Linked DNA regions of Capra hircus: region 2 is linked to region 1. Evidence: chromatin contacts called from public Hi-C data. All regions are on one chromosome and are shown on one strand. The core of a region is the stretch at or near the end of the contact, and the rest is flanking DNA. Distances in the headings are between cores, read along the strand shown. Region 1 holds the start of TRAPPC9 (trafficking protein particle complex subunit 9). Region 2 holds the start of AGO2 (protein argonaute-2).

Evidence for each region. A called contact is a pair of places that touch in the nucleus more often than the background predicts.
Region 2: a contact with region 1 is called in a Hi-C map of blood, with 2.3 times the contacts expected there. The contact joins the promoter of AGO2 here to the promoter of TRAPPC9 in region 1. A contact is called at or near these places in 4 of 5 Hi-C or Micro-C datasets (blood and liver).

What each region holds. Positions count from the first base shown.
Region 1 is chr14:78,932,201-78,935,135 of ARS1.2, forward strand. TRAPPC9 (trafficking protein particle complex subunit 9) reads right to left here and starts at 1,628. Exons shown (of 23, transcript XM_018058608.1): 1 at 1,502-1,628.
Region 2 is chr14:79,073,496-79,076,195 of ARS1.2, forward strand. It overlaps AGO2 (protein argonaute-2), which reads right to left and starts at 1,450. Exons shown (of 19, transcript XM_018058614.1): 1 at 1,323-1,450. The coding sequence starts at 1,344.

The DNA of each region.
Region 1 (2,935 bases), core at 378-2,877:
AATATTTATTTTAAGGAAGAATATATTTCTCCAACCTGGTATTTCCTCAAAAATTTAAACACAGAGTTGCCATATAAATAGCAGTTCTACTCCTAGGTATATACCAAAGAGATTTGAAAATACACGTCCACACAAAAAGCAGTACACGAACATTCATGGCAGTATTACTCGTAATAGCCAAAAAGTGGAAACAACAGAGACATCTATCACCTGATAAATGGACAAACAAAATGCAGTCTACCCATATAATAGAATACTACTCAGCCATAAACAGTACTAACACTGCTACAACATGGGTGAACCCTGAAAATGCTGAGTGCAAGAAGCCAGGCACAAAAGACCACGTATTGCATGATTCTGTTTACATGAAATGCCCCAAATATGCAACTCCTTGGAGACACAGAGTAAATTTGTTGCTGTTGCGGGTGCAGGAAAGGAGACTGACAATGGGTATGGAATTTCTATTTGAAGTGATGAAAATGGTCTGGATTAATAATGGTTGCACAACTGGGAATACCCTGAAAACCACTTAAGTGTACAATTTAAATGGGTGGACTTTACCGTATTCACATTCTCTTAATAAAGCTGTTACTTGATAAAATATTTCTTAACTATTTTTCCCTCTATTGCACTAGACAGGCCCAGAATTTAAGAAAAAACCTGGCCAAGGGATCTTTAAGGATGGCAAGATTCCTGGTTCTCCCGCATCATGTCTCTAGTAGTGTTATTTCATACTAGGGAACACTAGCTGGGCCCGACTAGGAAGAGACTATAACTACCTTTTAAAAATCGCCAGTTGCCTTTAAACTGGGTGGGGAGGAGCAGAGAAGAGGGAGGAGGAGGTCACAGCCTTCTGCTCATTTTTAACTAACCCGGGCCTGCCTTCGGCACTGTGGATCCCTCTGTAAGAACAAGTGGAATCCACAAGCATCCCACCCTGACACCAGCACTCCGCGTGGAAAGCCGTTCGCGCGGGGCAGATGGACTGGGGGCGGAGACCCAGGCGGGCACCGGCTCTGCATTTCCGAGACTCGGCCGAGAGAAGCTGGACTTGACAATTTCGGAAGCTCAACCGCGGGAGACTGTGCCTGACGCCGCCGCGCGGGATCTGAGCCACTTAGAACCCAGAGGAGATGGAGGAAGAGAGGAAACCGAGAGCCGGGCGGTCCCAGCCGCGTCCGCAGACCCCCGGTCGGGGGCCGGGGCCGGGGGCAGGGGCCGGGGACGGGCCGGGGACGGCCGGCACCCGCGGAGGGGAGGCCGGGCCGGGCCCGAGAGGCGGCAGGTGCGGGCCGGGGCGGGACGGGCGCGGGCGCGGACGGGGGAGGCCGGGCCGCAGGGCAGCCGGGCCGGGGCAGGTGGCCGCGGCAGGTGCGGGCGGAGTCGAGCCCCTCCGCGGGACACACGCTGCCCGGCGACCCCGCGCGCGCCGTGACCCACGGACAGCCCTCCCGAGGCCGGCCCGGTCCCCTGCCCAGTGGCACCCCCTTCTTGCACTTACGCAGCCGGGGCCCCCGGGCCCGGAGCAGGCGCCAACGGCGGGAGGGGCGGCGGGGCCGGGCAGGCTCTGCGGCCGCTCCCCGGGCTCGGAGCTGGAGCTTCCGACTGGCGGCCAGGCCGGCACCGCCCCTGCGCATGCGCGGAGCCGGTCCCGGGCCTGGAGACCCGCGCCAGGTTTTAGCGGCGACGCGAGCCCCGCGAGGGAAGGGCCGGGGGCGGAGCGGGGGGAGCGGTTGAGGAGCGAGGTGGTCGCGGTGGGCAGCGAGGGGAGGGAGACGGAGGGAGAAGGGAGGGAGGGGAGCAGCTGCGACGGAGAGAACTTTGGCTCCTGGGGCCGCGCACCCAAAAGGAAGGGCCAAGCTCTGCCTATGCGCCCCGCTCTCAGGGCGCGCAGCTCAAATTTCAGCTCGAGAGTGGAGCCCTTTGCAGCCCCCGCCCCTGCAAAGCCCCTACCGGATCACGATCCCAGCGCCCGCGCCGAGCCGGGCTTCCAGTCGCTCCCGGGATCAAGCACCAGCAGGCATGGGAGCGATGCTTAGAGCTACCTTGGGGCGAGAATAAGTTCCCCTTTTACTGGCTGGGAAACGATCTCAGGGTGCCTCCCTGGCCTGACTTAACTGCTTGGTCACACACAGCGGCTGGGCGGGGATGAGGAGGTCAGAGCCGGAGCCCGGAGTAGACTGCCCGAGGGCCGGTGCCTGGTCCCCACCGGTCCTGGGAAAACCACTCCCGACTCTAGAGGTCCTGTCAAGGGCTCGGAATAAACCCCCGGGTGTGGAACGGCTCTCATAGTTCCTGCACACAGCTGACTAGGTAGGGCAGAAGCCACTTAAGAGCTTAAACCCTTCTAGGTTAAAAAATAAAACTTTAAAAGGAGTTTACATACGTAGGTTGGAATGTGCATAGCATATTTGAAAAATACACAAGATATTGTCAACAGTTGTAGGGTTGAGAGAAAAGAGGATGAGGGAGAACTTCTTTCCCTTGTGTAGTTTTCTGTTTGAATTTTTTATCGTATGCATGTATTTCTTTTTCAGTTAACAACAACAAAAAAAAAAACTGCAGTGGAGGACAGGAATAGTTCAGCCAATACAGCAGCCATGGAATAAATAACAGAGCCATCACTTTACTTTACCCAAGCAAGCATTTATTGACTCTGCTGTGTGCCCAATGCTGTTTTATGACTTATTATTTATATATTTTTAAAAAATAATAATATGCTATTCCTCATCCCTGCCCTGGCCCAGTGGAAAACCAATTGCATTTTATTGAATTGTTTTCCAAGGAGTGGGAATGAATTATAAACAGAACACATCTTCAGGGCAAAACCTGTGGAGTGTATTTCCAGCACACCAGCCAGGAAGGATTTTCCACACAGGCGCCCAGAGGCTGAGAGTACGTTTCCAGGACCCTGCATAAAGCTACCCAGAGTGGC
Region 2 (2,700 bases), core at 200-2,699, 140 kb after region 1:
TGGAGCCCTGGGCCTTTCCCCACCAGGGCTGAGTCACCTTCCAGTTAAAACCATTACAGTTAAAACCATTCTTCTATCAAATTGCTGACAGCAATTTAAAAGTTGCTCTGGCTCAGCCTTGGAGAAGCTTTCTAACTAAGTGACATCAGAAAACAAGACAGTGAGTATTCACAAGGCACAGGACTGTTAGTGAATAGAAAGTGTTAAGGGATCCAAATGGATGAGAAGAGCCTGAAGAGGTCCGGCCAAAGCCCCAGCAGCAGGAGTCTTGGGAGGGCCAGGGCCCACAAAGGGCAGAAGCCAGCCGGCAGGGCCTTCAGCCCGCTGGAGTCTGGTGGACAAAGGGGACAGGATATGCCCTGTCCAAGTGGCAGGGCCAGCGGGAAATTTAGAAGCCACGTGCCTGGCGGGAGAAGGGAAAAAGCTTAACAACATTTGACCATTTTCTTGCCTCAGCAAGTTAATCGCCCTTCTACTCTGCATTCCCCCCAAAAAAGTTCTTTAAAAAATGTGTTACTGCTCTAAGTTTTTCAGAACTTTTCTAAAGAAAGGGAGGCCGGCTAGTGAGAAAAGATGCTAAGGAAATCAGCACATCTCCTCACCTTCCTCTAGTTAATTGTAAAAGGCAATTAACACTTGAATAAGGAGCCTGTGTGTCTGGAATGAAAATGAGACGCGCGCAGGTTAGGGTTTTAGGGCGCCTGCCTATCCCTCTCTGTCCGCGGTCCTAACTACCAGCAAGAATTGGCCAAAATTCAGCATTTCCAGACTTTCCTTCGGAGAAGGGGCCGCAGAAGTGCTGGTAAAAAGAAAAACGAAACTGAGAGCGCTCCAGGCTCGCCGCGGCTCGGTCTGCGCCCAGCGGCCGCGCTCCTCCCCGCGCCGCCCGCACCCCGAGTTCAGCGCCCCCGGCCGGGGCCTCTCCGCCCCCGGGCGCTTCGAGCGCGGCCCCGGCCTCGGCCCCGCCGGCCCCGCGCGGCGCAGGGGCCCCGGCGCCGGGCGCAGGAAGCTGGGCAGGCGGGCGCCCGGGCCTCGGGCCTACACGCGCGCCGCCCGGCCCAGTCCGCGCTCCGGCCGGGTCCCAGCCCGCCGGGCTGCGGCGGAGACGGGGCGCGGGAAGGGCCCAGGCCGCGCGGGGCGCCCCGACGACTCGGGCCCGAGGAGGAGGCCGGGGCCGCGCGTCCGCGCTGGGGCCGAGGGAACGGCCGGCAGCCCCCCGCGACCCCCAGGCCCCCCGATCCCCCGGCCGCGGTCCCCCGCCCGCCCGCGCCGCGCTCGCGCCCGGCCCGCCAACCGCCGCGGGGAGGAGCGCGCGGACTCACCGGGGCCGGCTCCCGAGTACATGGTGGCGCCGCCGAGGGGCTCCGGGGCCGAGGGGCGGCCGCGCGCGCGCCACGGGCCCCGACGCCGCGAGCCGCGAGGGAGCCGCCGGCCGCACGATCCGCCCCGGCGCGGCCGCCAAACAGGTTTACCCGACGCGGCCGGGGCGGCGGGCGGAGGCGGCGGCGGCGGGCGGGCGGGCGGGCGGGGGAGGGGGGGGAAGGGGAGGGGAGGGGGAGGGGCAAGGGAGCAGGCGGGGGAGGGGCGGGGCGGGGCGAGGGAGCGGGCGGGGGCGGGGCGGGAGAGGAAGGGAGGCGCGGGAGGGGCGGGGCCCGCGCGGCGGGGGCGGGGCGAGGGGGCGGGGGGGCGGGGCGGGGCGAGGGGGCGGGAGGGCGGGGCCCGCGCGGCGGGGGCGGGGCAGACCAGCGCGGCGGCCGAGGCGGGCGGGGGGCACGGCGGACCCGGCCGGCGCCGGCGAGGGTGGCGCGAGGCCCCGTAGCGGGGGCGCACGCGGGGCCGGGGGGACCCTGCAGCCACTCAGAAGCGCGACGTCTCCTCCGACTGGGCGGAGCAGGCGGCGCGGCGCTGTCCGCCTACCCCCGTCGCCGAGACCGGGAAGAAAGAAAAGAAAACACAGCCCTCGCCTCCCCGCGCGCGCAAGCGGACCCTTCCCCATCCCGAGCCCCCACCGCGCCGGCCGAGCTGGGGCCCCGTGTGGACGCGGTGCCGCCCGCGCCCCAGGGCCCCGGCGTCGCAGCCGGGCTCTTTTAAGCGATAAAGGAGGAAACATGAATGTCGCGAAGGTTCCTCCGGACCCGGAGCTTGAACTTGAACGCGCCCGGGTCCTCGCACACTACCACACCGCCACCTCCCGGCGGAGAACCTACCTAGAGAATCCCTGTAAAGAGCTTCAGGTTGTGGTCAATTTTAGCCGCTATCCGTGATCAGATCAAACTGTAACTCCTCATTCCAGCCCTCGGGGCCTCCCCTGTTCCTTTACGGACGCCCTCGTGCTCCTCCGTACATCTCTGTGTTCGCCCCCCTCGTGCAGAAACGTTCTCCCTCCAGCCAAACCCTTGCATCCAGTTTTTGTTTTTCGGAGCCATTTCCAGGGAGGCCAGCCAGAGGTCAACACCTTTCTCCCCTGCTTGATGAGGGATTAGAAACCGGAAGGTGAAATACAGTCCAAAATTGCTTGTCATCTTTTTAACATATTTGCCTGCTCCTTTCTTCCTCGGGTAAGCAAGTATTATCTGACACCGTGTACCGGTGGCTGTGTTCCGCTTGCCTAGGATGGTACAAAGATGAACGGGAGTTCTGCCTGCAAGCGTCCAGTAGGTTTGTTTCTCTCTCTGCAATTCTCAAGGACATTCTTAAATA